Regions from separate parts of the Callithrix jacchus genome. Here region 2 is linked to region 1. A link is a contact called in public Hi-C data. All regions are on one chromosome and are shown on one strand. Each heading gives the region's core, a stretch centred on a gene start, on an enhancer-like site or on the middle of the called end of the contact. The rest is flanking DNA. Distances are from core to core; before and after follow the strand shown. Region 1 overlaps MYOF (myoferlin). Region 2 holds the start of MYOF (myoferlin).

Evidence for each region. Hi-C and Micro-C count contacts between places; a contact is called where the count stands out from the background.
Region 2: a Hi-C map of skeletal muscle shows a contact between it and region 1, with 17 times the contacts expected there. The contact joins the promoter of MYOF here to the enhancer-like site in region 1. A contact is called at or near these places in 3 of 3 Hi-C or Micro-C datasets (induced pluripotent stem cells and skeletal muscle).

Annotation. Positions count from the first base shown.
Region 1 is chr12:86,110,647-86,117,645 of calJac240_pri, reverse strand. MYOF (myoferlin) reads left to right here. Exons shown (of 55, transcript XM_078346062.1): 22 at 917-1,041; 23 at 3,670-3,776; 24 at 6,367-6,559. Among named protein-coding and RNA genes, the nearest start is that of MYOF, 110 kb to the left of the region's middle. Within about 2 kb of position 4,130, at least 3 of the 16 cell types and tissues checked have an H3K27ac peak or open chromatin away from gene starts, as enhancers often do.
Region 2 is chr12:86,221,294-86,228,559 of calJac240_pri, reverse strand. It overlaps MYOF (myoferlin), which reads left to right and starts at 2,835. Exons shown (of 55, transcript XM_078346062.1): 1 at 2,835-3,022.

The DNA of each region.
Region 1 (6,999 bases), core at 2,881-5,380:
AAGAGGGCCACTGGGCTAAGTACTGAGCTCTGCAAAGCAGCTCCTAACTCTACCAAGCCCCAAATCCTTCTTAGATTGAGTAGTTGAAGTGAATGGGACTGTGGCTCAGGTACTGGAAAATCATGCTTCTGATTTACTCTGTCACTCACCAGCCTGTGACCTTAACCATGTCACTTAATTCTGACCCTCAGTTTCTTCATCTTCTCTGGAGTTGATGTGAGGATTAAATAGCTATATTTGAACAAAGATGGGTGAGAAATGGTCCCTGCTTTTAAGGAGCTTACATTCTAGTGTATAAAATAAATCATAATAGATAGCAAAGTATGAGAACTTCCAATAAAACTGTCAACAAATGCTTTGAGAGTTACAGAGAAGGGAGAGAGGAATACTGATCAAATTTCCCAGCAGTATTGCCAGAGTTTCAACTTAATTTTTAAAGCAGTTTTAAAATCTAAGACATCCTGGAAAACATCAGCTAACAATTCTTGATCACAGTAAAGCCTTCAAAGAACAGAAAATTATTTTCTTTTGCCCCACTTCCAACAAAAACCTTTATTTAGAATAACAGTTTTTAGGAACGAACATGTTCAGTCTAGCCTCCTATGCCATCTGTATTTTCTGCTACCATGTTTGGAAACCTTCTTTGATGTTCAAATGCATGGCCCTAAATCACTGAAAGATTCTGAGACTGCCGTGCTCCATTTACTAGGGTATCTTAGAGAAAATTTCGGAACAGACTGAATGAAAAAGAGCTTCCTAATCTTCAGTGGCTTAATTGAGTCAAACTAAAGAACCAGACCTCCTCAAGCTATTCCCTAGGCCTGTGGATTAATCAGCAGCTGAGTCTGCACATCTTTTTAATAAACATGCCATTTTAAGTGTTCAATGTTCACTGATCCCCAATGTTTTATACCAGGGAACTTCTATTACTACTTGCCTTGGGCCCACACCAAGCCAGTTGTTACCCTGACTTCATACTGGGAGGATATTAGTCATCGCCTGGATGCTGTGAACATTCTCCTAGTTATGGCAGAACGGCTGGTAAGTTCCTCTTTTTCTGCATTTCCTTTTCTCCAAGCGGGGTGAGCTAGGTATTAGTTAGGATGCAGGCCAGGCCACTGTAACACAAGACAGTGCTCAATACAGTAAGAACAATGACTCTAGGAACAGTGGCGGTAGATGGTCCAAAGTTAGTATGGAGGTTCAGTGGTGTTGGGGACCCAGGCTCTTACCCCCTATTTGCTCTGCCATCACTGAGGAGTTATCAGTGTCTGCATGGTAGAGGCAGCTCACTACTACATCAGTGGGAAGAAGATGACACAGCCCTTTCCCTTGAAGGGAAAGATCCAGAAGTCATACTCTTAATTTCTAGTCACTTCCCACTGGCCAGAATCCAGTCATACAGCCACATGTTACTCCAGGGAAGTTGGAAAAATGTATACTCTTATGCCTGGGCAGGCATATGCCCAGATAAAAGCTTTCTTACTGTGGAAGAGGGGAGGATGAGAAAGGCAGGAGTGGGGTAGAGCAGGAACTCATAGTTTCTCCCATAATTTTTGTGTGGACAATGGTTCATTCCAACAGCAATAGGAAACTCCTAGAACTTTGCATTGGAAATCTCCACTGCAGGAAGAGATAGCTTAGAGGAGCCAGTGTCTGACATATTCTGCTCTTGCTGCAGACTAGAGGAACTTCTTCAGTTTGGAGATTGGGGATTTCCTTTGGTGAAAACTGCATATACGTGATATCTGTGATTATCCGTCTAGCTGACACTGGTTAACTAGATTGGTGAGGAGAAGAGGGACATATTTGGGATATTTCTAATTAAGTGAAAAATACTAAGTTGCTTGGGCCAGGTACAGTGGCTCAGGCCTGTAATCCCAGCATTTTGGGAGGCCAAGGTGGACAGATCATTTGAGGTCAGGAGTTAGAGACCAGCCTGGCACAGCATGGTAAAAACCTGTCTCTACTAAAAACACAAAAGAAATTAGCTGGGCATAGTGGTGTGAGCCTGTCATCCCAGCAACTAGGAGGCTGAGGCAGGAGAATTGCTTAAACCGAGAGACAGAGGTTGCAGTGAGTCAAGATGGCGCCATTGCACCCCAGCCTGGGCAGAGTGAGTCTCTGTCTAAAAAAAAAAAAATACTAAATTACTCCTGTCAGGTAGTGGTAAAATCCATCTGGCATTGATGTTTTGATTTCCAAATTATATTAATATTAATATTTTAAACATCTAATCTCTACCATGGCTGGACCAAAATATACGGGGTTTCAGGAGTATACTTGATCTAAAACTCTATGGCAAAATCTGAAATATTCTTTTCTATTATAAAGGCAATCTGGGAAGATAATTATAGGTTTAAATTGACTTAATCATAACTGTCCCTAAAATAAAGTTGCAATTGATAATGCAATGTACATCTCAAAGGCATTGGTGGAGAATTAATTGCACCTGTATTATAATTATGTTTGAGATGTTCTTCAACAATTTTCATCTTGGTTCTTCTTTTTTTCTGGAGTCTTGCTCTGTCCCCCAGGCTGGAGTGCAAGGGTGTGATCTCAGCTCACTGCAACCTCCGCCTCCCAGGTTCAAGCGATTCTCCTGCTTCAGCTCCCGAGTAGCTGGGATTACAGGTGCCCACCACCACACCTGGCTACTTTTTGTATTTTTAGTAGAGATGGGGTTTCACCACATTGGCCAGGCTGGTTTTGAACTCCTGACCCCAGGTAATCCACCCACTTCAGCCTCCCAAAGTGCTGGGATTACAGGTGTGTGCCAACACACCTGGCCCATCCTTGTTCTTCTTATTAGCTCTCTCCACTGACTAAGCTGCCTAATCTGGACAGGATGGTGGCTTTCCTTGGTTAGGACTTTTGACACTCATGGTAGGCTCTCCCTCAACTTCTCTGTTGGCAGATGCTCAGTGGGATAGAACCATGTGTTCTGGGCTTATCTTGTTCTCTCTCTGCCCCAGCCTATTGCCATTTCTTCAAGCAGCCCTGTTTCCTTTTAGTGGGGAATAGCATTTTAGAAACAAGATCTGAGTACTAGAGTGCTCACCACTACTGAAATATCATTGCTTCTAGGCCTTCTCGGCAAATGAATTTGCACACACACACACACATATATGTGTATTTCCATATCTATCAATATATTAAAAGCCATGACTTCATAAAGATACTTCCAGTTCCAGCCCAATACTACAAGGTTATTCTAGTCCTTCCTGTTTCTGTAACTTTCTTCTCCAACAGTGAGAAATCTGGCCTTCGTTATCCTCAATATATTTGCTCCTTTGTTCAATCCTAAAATCTGTAGATAAATCACTATGAAAAATAAACCTACTAATTAGAGTTCAACATGTTTATGGGTTTCTTGTTTTTTGGTTTTGTTTTATGCCTTTTAACAAATGGTATATGGTCAAAATATTGTGTTCCAAAGTTACTTGGGTTAGTTTAGTGTAATTATGTTATTTGTCTGAAATATAATTGGGTTTTATTTCTGGTTATATTCCACTTTAGGGTTCCCTCTCCTATCTTTGCTGGTTTCATTTTGTTTGTTTTATGAATATATAAAAATATTTACATGGTTTCAAAGGTTAAACTGTATGAAAAGGTATAATGGCATAATGAACAATTATCGATTATTTTCTCTCCTTTCAAATTCTTCAGCAATCAAATATATCAGCTCTAAAATCAGGGATACAAAGTAAAATTCCTGCAAACCAGCTGGCTGAATTGTGGTTGAAGCTGATAGATGAAGTTATAGAAGACACAAGGTACAGTCACCTTATCTCAAAATTTTCATCCATGCTCTCCTCCCTGAAATTCTGACTGTAACGCCTGTAAAATCGTTTCTAGTGTTTGTCTAAAAAGTGATTTTGAGTTATCCAGCCTTCGTAAAAGCCCTCACTGGGAGGAGTGCCTGAATCACCACCAGGAATAGTTCCACTTTCTGATTTGGTGCCAGTTCTAAAGTAGCCTAGGGAGGCTGAGGCCCCACTCCAGAAAACACGTCCCAGACAGCTTCAGGCAAGAGACGGGGAGGGGTGGAAGAGGCAAGCCCGAGCCTCTGCTTCCCATCAACCCACAGATGACCCCTCCCCTGGAGAAGAGTGACTTCTGGCTCCCATGGAGAATGGGATCTGGGGTGGAGCGTCGATTTCACCATTCGGAACAATATCTCTAATTCATAACATATTTTTAGAAACAGCCTTTTTACTTGCTCTTTTACTGAGTGTCTAATGAACAATGTGGCCAAGCCTCCGTTAGGCGAAATCAGTAGATTTGACTGGAACCAGAGGACGTTTCATAACTGTGACTTGGAGAAACAGCTCAGATCTTGTAGCAGATGGAAATCAAAGGGAAAAGTGATTCATTCCAAACTCATTTTAAATATTGGCTAATAAAGCAGTGGACAGGGAAGTTCCGAAAGAAAAGCATATTGAATGCTTTCCACAAGCAGAAAGGCCTTTATTCCCCAGGCTGAGCTAACGCCCTAAGTCGCCCTGTCTTCTTGTGCCGCCTAGTGGTTTAGCCAGGTAATTGAAACGTAGCCAAAATCAAAGCAATGCTGAGGCGCTTGTTTAAATTCCAAATGTTAGCGCTGGGTCCTCAGGGATCATGTCCTTCAGTCTCCTTATCTTGTAAATGAGAAACAGAGGATCAAAGAGGTGAAATGACACATGTGATCCCCAGAGCTGGGTTTGCCAACTCAGCCCATCTTCCTGCACCGTATTCCACAGTCAGCATCTGTTTGTCCAGGACCCCAAGTGTGACTTTTGAACTAACAGCTTCCAGATAGCTTTTTGCCTCAAAGAATCACTCTGGGGACTTAACCCTTCAAATCCAATGCCATAGTTATTTACTAAACCAGGCTGGGCGTGGTGGCTCACGCCTGCAATCCCAGCACTTCGGGAGGCCAAGGTGGGTGGATCACCGGAGGTCAGACATTCAAGACCAGCTGATCAACATGGAGAAACCCCATCTGTACTAAAAATACAAAAATTAACCAGGCGTGGTGCGCAAGCCTATAATCCTAGCTACTCAGGAGGCTGAGGCAAGGAGAATCGCTTAAACCCGGGAGGCAGAGGTTGCAGTGAGGTGAGATCGCGCCATTGTAGTTCTGTCTGTGCAACAAGAGCAAAACACCGTCTCAAAAAAAGAAAAAAGATTTGCAGAGCAAGTCACAGTCATCTATTTATATTTCTGATGTCAGCTGGTTTTGAGGAATCAAATTGGAATCGTTTTAAACCTTATATAACAGGAAATTCAGTGTTTAAGGGAAGTTGTGCTAGGATTTTCTTCATTGAAGAATTGGGTGAAATTCAAGTGAGTGGAAATTCTAGGTAGGGACACTGTGAATGGAGCTTCCTGAAACTGGTGAAAACCTCACCCTGTGTCCCACCAGATACCATGGTGGGAGGGAAGGCCTGGCAGCAGAAAGCTAATTCTGGCCCTAGCTCAGCCGCTCTCAGTAATCCTTGGGGGTCTCATCACAACACATCCAGGCTGTCATACTGAATGGGGATTCGGCCTACACAGGTGGTTCATAGCCTTTCTGGAGTTCACGGGCCCCTTTGAGAATCTGATGAGATGATGATGATGATAGAGATGATGAGATGATGATGAGGATGGCAACATTATTTAGACGTTGCAATGCAACTATTCCAAATGTTCTCCATATATCAACTCCTTTCCTTCTCACAACAGCCCTAAAACGTATGTCCCACATTTGAAAATAGGAGGACAAGAAAGTAAGTGGCTGGTCACAACAATAGAACTAGTAAAGAATGGAGCCACAGTTAGTGCCCAGGTCACTGGCTTCAAAGCCTATCTTCTTCTTCATTATATCACACTACACATGGACACAGACAGACACAGCTTTCTTTATAAGTTCCAGAGTTTCACAGACCTTCTAAGACTCACCCGTAGACTGCTTAGAGGCCCAGGATTCCCTAAGTCAAGAATGCTTCAGCTAAATGGTCTCTAATCTCCCTCCTCTTCCATCATTTTGTGGGTCTGTAAAATTATTTAGGAAGCAAAAGGTGGGAAAGCCAGTTCCTCTCAGCGGCCACTGTTTCCATGTTCTTTCCAGTGACTCCTTGGGCCATTGTTAAACCATAAGGCCTTAAATAGCTTTGGGATTTAAATCTCCCTGAATGCCTTGTGAAAATTAAGAGACTGGCAGGTCTGCTCTGGCAATGCCAGATACATTCAACTCCAGCATCAACCAGGCAACGCTTGTAGATTGAGTTAAGAGGTTTGTAAGATGGAAATCAAACATAAATGTATTGGACAGTTCTGAAGCCTAAAATTAGGTTAGTCTTCAAATTCTGTTTCTTTTTCTTTATTTCTTCCTTTTTCTAGATATACACTGCCTCTCACAGAAGGAAAAGCCAATGTCACAGTTCTCGATACTCAGATCCGAAAGCTGCGGTCCAGATCTCTCTCCCAAATACATGAGGCAGCTGTGAGGATGAGGTCGGAAGCCACAGATGTGAAGTCCACACTGGCAGAAATTGAGGACTGGCTTGATAAATTAATGCAGCTGACCGAAGAGGTAGGACTTTTAAACTATGCAACCATCACCTAATATGGAAGAAGGGCTCTGCAAAATGGCACCAAGAATAGGGGTGGTAGAAGGAGAATCGACTACGTTATCTGGGATATTGAGCAGATCTGACAGATTGTAAAAATCAAGGAGTAACTGGGCTGAGAATGCTAATGGATGAATGTTATTGAAATCAGGGCCAGGGAAGAATTTTGAGTTGGTGATCTTGGAAATGTCTTCAAAAGTGGACAAATCATTATCATTTTCATGGTACTTCGGAGAATATTTTGAATGATCTTTGTAGTACAGAGGATTAAAATGTCAGCTTTGGCTGGGGTTCGGAAGACCTGAATTTGAATCCTAGTTCTACCATGTATAACACTGGGCAGGTTATTCAACCTCTCTGAGCTTCAGTTTCCCCATCTGTAAAATTGAGAAACATTGCGCTT
Region 2 (7,266 bases), core at 1,586-4,085, 110 kb before region 1:
CTCACACACTGCTGACAAGAGTACCGCTGTGGAAGCTAATGTGGAATTACCTTGTAAAGGAGAAGAAATGCATACACTCTCTGATCCAGCAAGCAGTTCCACCCATAGATTAGATTCTAAATAAACTCATGCACATTGAACAGTCATGGACTGTTCAGAACAGTGCCGTTTGCAATAGCGCCAACCCCTGAACTATCCAAATGTCTGGTACTAGCAGAATGAATTAATAAAATGCGGAACATTCATACGATAAATGCCATATAGCAACAAGAGTGAAGAAAGTAGAGCTACACGAATGAATTTCACAATGTAATGCTGAAAAAAAAAGAAACCAAACACGAAAGAATCCATTCTATATGATTCCGTTTCTATAAAGGTCAGAATACAGCAGAGAATTCATACAGTATGAACATATGTATGTGTGTGTCCATACATATGAGTATATGTGTATGTATGTCAAGTTCATAACATAAAAGAATTTATATCACCAAACAAAGGTCATGACCAAGCAAACCTAAACTGTTTTTCTTTTGTTTGTTTGGTAAAAATGACAAAGAAAAGCAAGGAGAGCATTACCATAAAAATCAGGAGAGAGGGTCAGGTGTAATGGCTCACACTTGAAATCACAGCACTTTGAGAGGCCGAGGCCAATGGATGACCCAAAGTCAGGAGTTCGAGACCAGCCTGGCCTACATGCTGAAACCCTGTTTCTACTAAAATACAAAATTAGCCAGGTGTGGTGATGCAGGGCTCTAATCCTAGCTACTCTGGAGGCTGAGGCAGGAGAATTGCTTGAACCTGGGAGGCAAAGGTTGCAGTGTGTCAAAATTGCGCCAGTGTACTCCAGCCTGGGCAACGAGAGTGAAACTGCATAGAAAGAAAGAAAGAAGGGAAGGAAGAGAGAGAGAGAGAGAGAGAGAGAGAGAGAGAGAGAGAGAGAGAGAGAGAGAGAGAGAGAGAGAAAGAAAGAAAGAAAGAAAGGAAAGAAAGAAAAAGAAAGAAGAAAGAAAGGAAGAAAGGAAAGAAAGAAAGGAAAGAAAGAATCAGGAGAGTGGTTATCTCTGGGAGAAGGAGGTAGATATGATACACAGGGTATTCCAGGGGCTTCTGGGGGGCTAGGAACATTCTGTCTTGACCTGGATACTTGTCAAACTGTCACATTTATATTGTATACATTTTTCTGTAAATATGTTTCACAGTAAAAATGACAAATAGAAAGCAGTCAGATAAAATAAAAGTAATATTGTCTATATTCTACTGAAACTCCTACATGTCCACTAAATACAATTATGAACACAGCATTGGGTAATTTGTTCTTTACTTTAAGCCTTTGAGAAACTCATGGAGACAGAAGAATTCTTGTAGATTAAGTCAAGCTTCAAATACATTCAAAGTGGGTCTTGATTGTGTGTTCTAAAACAAAAAGACATCCAGTGTTTCTTCATCCCAAGTTTTAGCCTTTTCTTCTGAAATATGAGATCCTGATTTAAAGTCAACCTGCATTAACAGTTAACGCTATGAGCATAATAAGCATGAAGTTTTTGTTTAGTTTTGCTTTGCTTTGTTTTGAGATGGAGTCTTGCTCTGTCACCCAGGATGGAGTGCAGTGGCGCAACCTCAGCTCACTGCAACCTCGGCCTCCCGAGTTCAAGTGATTCTCCTGCCTCAGCCTCCCCAGTAGCTGGGATTACAGGCATGTGCTACCACACCCAGTTAATTTTGTATTTTTAGTAGACATGGGGTTTCTCCCTGTTGATCAGGCTGGTCTCGAGCTCTCCACCTCAGGTGATCTGCCTGCCTCAGCCCCCCAAAGTGCTGGGATAACAGGCGTGAGCCACAGTGCCCGGCCTATGAACTTCTTACATGTCTAAACTGTGTGCTTTGTGCCAGCCCCTATGCTATGACCTTTAAATTAAAAGCAGCCTTTATCCCCAGTTCACAGATGAGGCAACTGAGGAAGTGAGGGGTTCAGAAAGTTGCTAAGGTGACACAGCTCAGAGTGGTGAGGCAGAGTCTCACACTCAGGTCTGGCTGTCTAGTCCCAGGCTGCCTCTTGTGATCTCAACCACCGGGCTGTACCACCCGGATGCACCCTCTGGGACGGGAAGACACTATGGGCAGTCCAGAAACAGTGGGCAGTCACTTCTCCATTTTCATTGAAGGCAATGGGCAGCATTTGATGAGCCAGGAAAACTTAGGCGCCCAGCTCTCTCACCTCTGAAGGGATTTTGAAGAAATTCTATGATAAGTCCTTTTTGTATATAAAGCACAGGACCAACTCACAATATACAGATTCTGAAAAGCCGTATTCCCATGCCCTGATCGCGTTTACTTAAAATGAACTCAATCATTCCTTTGCCGCCCAGTAGGCGGCACCCTTTAACTGCTTTTTAGCAGCTGAACATAGGGTTACTGAGTGGGTGTGTTCAGCAGTGTGAGAAAGAACGGCGAAAGTCAAAAGAAAAAAAAAATGAAGTTTTAAAACTCCATGAAACTCAGAAAAGAATGAAAGCAGTGAAGGAAAAAATCAATTAATTCAGTTTCACGAACCATTGCTAAAAGGCAGCAACATTTTAGTGGTTTCCTGACCTACCCGTATTTCTTAATTCCAAATTCATTTTAGTTTCGTTTGTTGCACAGAATTATTTTTAGTTTAGAGTTTGTCCTTTTCACTTCCACATTTCCCAACTTCGTAAGTCGGTGCCTGCGGCACTGCGCAGACGGGGAGATCCGTATCAGTTTACACGTAGCTTTCAGTCAGTAATCCGCCAGAGGTCCACCCCTTTTGCCTTTTCCCCTTCCTTGCCTCGGTCCCTGGGAGAAATCCTCCCCTCACTGGGAGAGAACTTCTCTCCCGGGGCGGTGCGGCCCAGAGCTCCAGCGCCTGAGTCTCCACTTCGTTTGCCGAAACTTGCTTCCTGCCAGCTGAGAGCCATGCTGCGGGTGATTGTGGAATCTGCCAATAATATCCCTAAAACGAAATTTGGAAAGCCGGATCCTATTGTTTCTGTTATTTTTAAGGGTAAGAAAAAGTTTTCTTCTTTTTCTGAAGCCCTGTTTTGGAATGTTAGTTTCTTGGGTCACCTTCTTGAAAAGGCTGCATTTAGACGGCTGTTGAAGCCACGTCTCTCCAGCGGCGTTTGTTACCTGCGCAGGTCATGCGAGAGGACCTGTTTCTGGGGAAGGCATTTATTTCTCCAGGGCTTGAGACTCGTGGAATGACCTGATGTTTTAGCTCCAAGATGTGATTTCTGCAAGCTCTTGGCGGAAAACGTATTTGCTAATCCCTAAATTTCAGGTATTACCTAAAAGGTCTGTATTGGTTCAAAGTTTCGGTAGTCTTACATGTATTTTAATTTTCTCTGCTTGTGGGAAATGGGTAACGGAGGAAGAAGAGTGATTAAATTGTTCCAGGCATCATTCCTCCTTGAATCAGCCTGACTCTGCTTTGATTGTCACTGGGCACCACTTTGATTGTCTCTTTGTCACTTCACCCCACCCAGAAGGAGGTGAGGTGAAATTAATAGATTTACTGAGTTTTCCTGCCCTTTTGTGCCTTTGTAAGTGTTCTCATGTCTAGGCAGTTGGGGTGTTTTTTTGTATGTTCTGTAGCTTTTAAATTGCTCATTGAGGAAAGAACTCTGAACAGCTAGTTTGCAGTTTGGGAATCTAGTTCTGTCTTGTTGAGTGACCTTGGGCAAGTGACTTCATTTCTCTGGGATCTCAGTTTTCTGCAAAACTGGCAGGAAGGGTTTAAACAAGATCATCTCTAAAAGCCTCATGGTTGACTGAACATGGTGGCTCACCAACCATAAGCCAACTTTGGGAGGCCAAGGGGGGAGGATTGCTTAAGCCCAGGAGTTTGAGGCTGCAGTGACCTGTGATCACGCCACTGCACTTCAGCCTGGGTGTAAAAATAGATAAAAATAAAAGGCTCATGGGAATTTCAAAAGCCTATTTTTCTGTGACACTTGATTGCCATTGCAGGGGGCGGGGACAAGAACGCTTGGTGTCACAACACAATCCAATGTCAGTGACTTAGTTTTGCTAAGGTGAGGTCTCTAAATCTCAGTGTGGAGGATTTATTTTGTTTGTCATTGGTAAGATTGCCAGCTCACTTCTTGGTAAGAGGGATGGGAGAAAGAGGGAAAGGAGAGAGTGGGCGCATGGATAGACATGTGTTTCCTGACCACGCCTTGCTACATTTCTCATTTCTTCCAGGAGCCAGACTGCTTCTCCCTGTGGGCTCCTGAGTCATCTATACCTTTAACCTTTCTTTTTCTCATTTTCCCCTTCATTTCTCATCTTAAACTTCTCCCTCTGAGGATGAGCAAGAAAATGAAACAAATGAAACTCAAAACTGGCTGGGTGGGTGCAGTGGCTCATGCCTGTAATCGCAGCACTTTGGGAGGCTGAGGTGGGTGGATCGCCTGAGGCCAGGAGTTCGAGACCAGCCTGGCCAACATGGCAAAACCCCATCTCTACTAAAAATACAAAAATTAGCTGGGCGTGGTGCCACATGCTTGTAATCCCAGCTACTTGGGAGGCTGAGGCAGGAGGATTGCTTGAACCTAGGAGGAAGAGGTTGCAGTGAGCTGAGATTGCACCACTGCACTCCAACCTGGGCAGCAGAGTGAGATTCCATCGCAAAAAAAAAAAAAAAAAGCTGACAAATTGTTGGTTGATTTAAAAAAAAAATCTGAAGAGCAAAAATTGGTTAAAAAAAATTTTTTTTTAAATTATTTTAGAATAAGACTGGGTCTTGCTATGTTTCCCAGGCTGGTTATAACTCCCCTGCTCAAATGATCTTCTCACTTCAGCTTTCCAAAGTGTTGGGATTACAGGCATGAACTACCACGCCCAGCTCAAATTTGGGCTCTTAAAGGACAATGAGGTTTGAAATTCTGGCTAGTGAATATCATGTACTCATGTTATGTCAGTTTATTTACATGTGTTAGGTTTTATTAATTTTTTTCTTGAAGCAGTTACATAATAGGGACAAACACAAAGATTTTACATCCTTCATCATTGACACATAAAGACATTAAAATATATTAGGATCAGTCTGATCAGGTAATTATTTGAATCTTATAGATTATAGAGGAATTGGAGTTAATGCTGTATTGAAATCCAACTTGTTATTTGTCTGGAGTTTGTATGCATCAATGAAACATTTTAAATGACGAAAAATATGTCTAAGTCTATGAATGCAAACAATGCATTGAAAGTGGAAAACCAGTTAAATTGGCAAATATAGTATATCCAAACAATTATGCTTTTAACTTTAGTCTCTTTTCTGGCCTTCTTTGTTCATACAAATTCAATGGTAAAGTCATTCATGCATTTAGCTAACAAGCAACCGGACAGAGGAAAGGACACTCAACTCAGAGTAGAAACAGCTGTACTCTAGCTGACATTGACTCAGTATCTGATGATCTTGGCCAACCCACCCGGGTTTATTAACCACCTGGGTCTCCAATTCCTCAGCTGTGGCGTGATGGGAACTGGTCTTCTTTAGCTGCATTTCTGCTTTTAGATTCTATGATTTTCTAGTTCAAGGTATTGAGTTATCTGCTCTCAGCAAGAAGTGGAATGCATTGCCTTAGGTGCCGGAGGGGATATAGTAATGAGCAGGGCACTCTTCTTGCTTTCAGTCTATGCCAGTGGTTTAAAACCCTGGTGATGGCAAACCCTTTACAGGTGTGTCCCCAGTTTTGCGCACTGCGTAAAATTAAGTAACATTAAGTTCTGAGGATACTTATAGTACAACTGAGGATACTTAAAGCTACGAGATTCCACTTAAGAAGGGGAAGTATGATGTGAGAAAGCCCTCATGGATGTTATTTACTGTGGCCTGTCCAGACACCTGGTGCGCTGCCCACACACAGCCTCGGTTCACCCAGTGGGCACCATAGGACTCATCAAGATTCCTATCAGCTCAAACTGACGAACACCCTATGTGGGTATTCCCGTAAAACCACTGTATTGTATTGACAAAACAATCAGGAAGGCAAAAGTGTTTAGTCTACTGAGTCATTCCCATCCCTTCCTGGAGAACAGGGCTTGGAGGCTCACTGCCTAAGGAAAGTGGCCCCACCCTATGGAATCATGGGAACTCTCAAGGTACATGTTTCAAAGGCACATTCTGTAGGCTCTCAGTCATTTATAAAGCTACAATCGTCCTTAAGAAATTAATTAACATGCCTTGTTTTTCTTTCCTCCTTCCCAACACATATCACCTGCTTGCCCTCAGCTTAGGCGTGCTGGTATTTGTCTGGTCTGGGTTTTCTTTCCTAGTCACTGGTGTGCTTCTCCTTTCCCCTGGGACGTGCCCCTGCCAAGAAGGCATGGGATTGTTTCATCCTCTACAGCACCCAGCACATCACTGATGCTGAATACACATTTTAAATATTGAGCATGTAAGCAAATAGCTGGCAGGAGATTTGAGACACCTTGGTGTGATGAAGTCCTTGATTCTTAGTCCTAAAAGAGACCATGGAAAGTCAGCCAATCACCCTTCTTTAAGGCTGAATTACATTGAACGTTCTTTCAGGAGTTTGTGAATGAGGCTCAGCAAAGAACCATGTCAAATATTCAGGAACCCTGAGTACCACCAGTTCCTAGCACTTGTTCTCTGGGGGCAAATTGGTGTCTTAGACTTTTTGCATTCTTGTTCCTGGGAAGGAAAATGTGAAGCTGCCAGTGTTTTTTTGTTGTTGTTTTCTTTTTTGAGAGAGTCTCACTCTCTCGCCCAGGCTGGAGTGCAGTGGCGTGATTTCAGCTCACTGCAACCTCTGCCTCCTGATTTCAAGCAATTCTTGGCCTTAGCCTCCTGAATAGCTGGGATTACAGGTGCCTGCCACCATGCCCGGCTAATTTTTTTTTGTATTTTTAGTACAGACGAGGTTTCACTATCTTGGCCAGGCTGGTCTCCAACTCCTGACCTTGTGATCCACCCACCTTGGCCTCCCAAAGTGCTGGGATTACAGGCGTGAGCCACCGCGCCCAGCCTAAAGCTGCCAGTTTTTATGCTGGACATTCATACATGAAATGTACATAGGATGCCATGATACGACAGTGGTCACCTAACTCACTGTGTAATTTCTGTTGAACAGCTAGGTGTTCTGTTAAACGGCGGTATGCTTTGAGCATGTCTGAGCACAGTTCTCACTCAGGAAAAGTTATGGGATATTTGATACCTTAAACCTTATCAGTTAACTTCTTATTGGGCATTAGGGTGCATGAGAACCCTAGTTGCCATCCTTT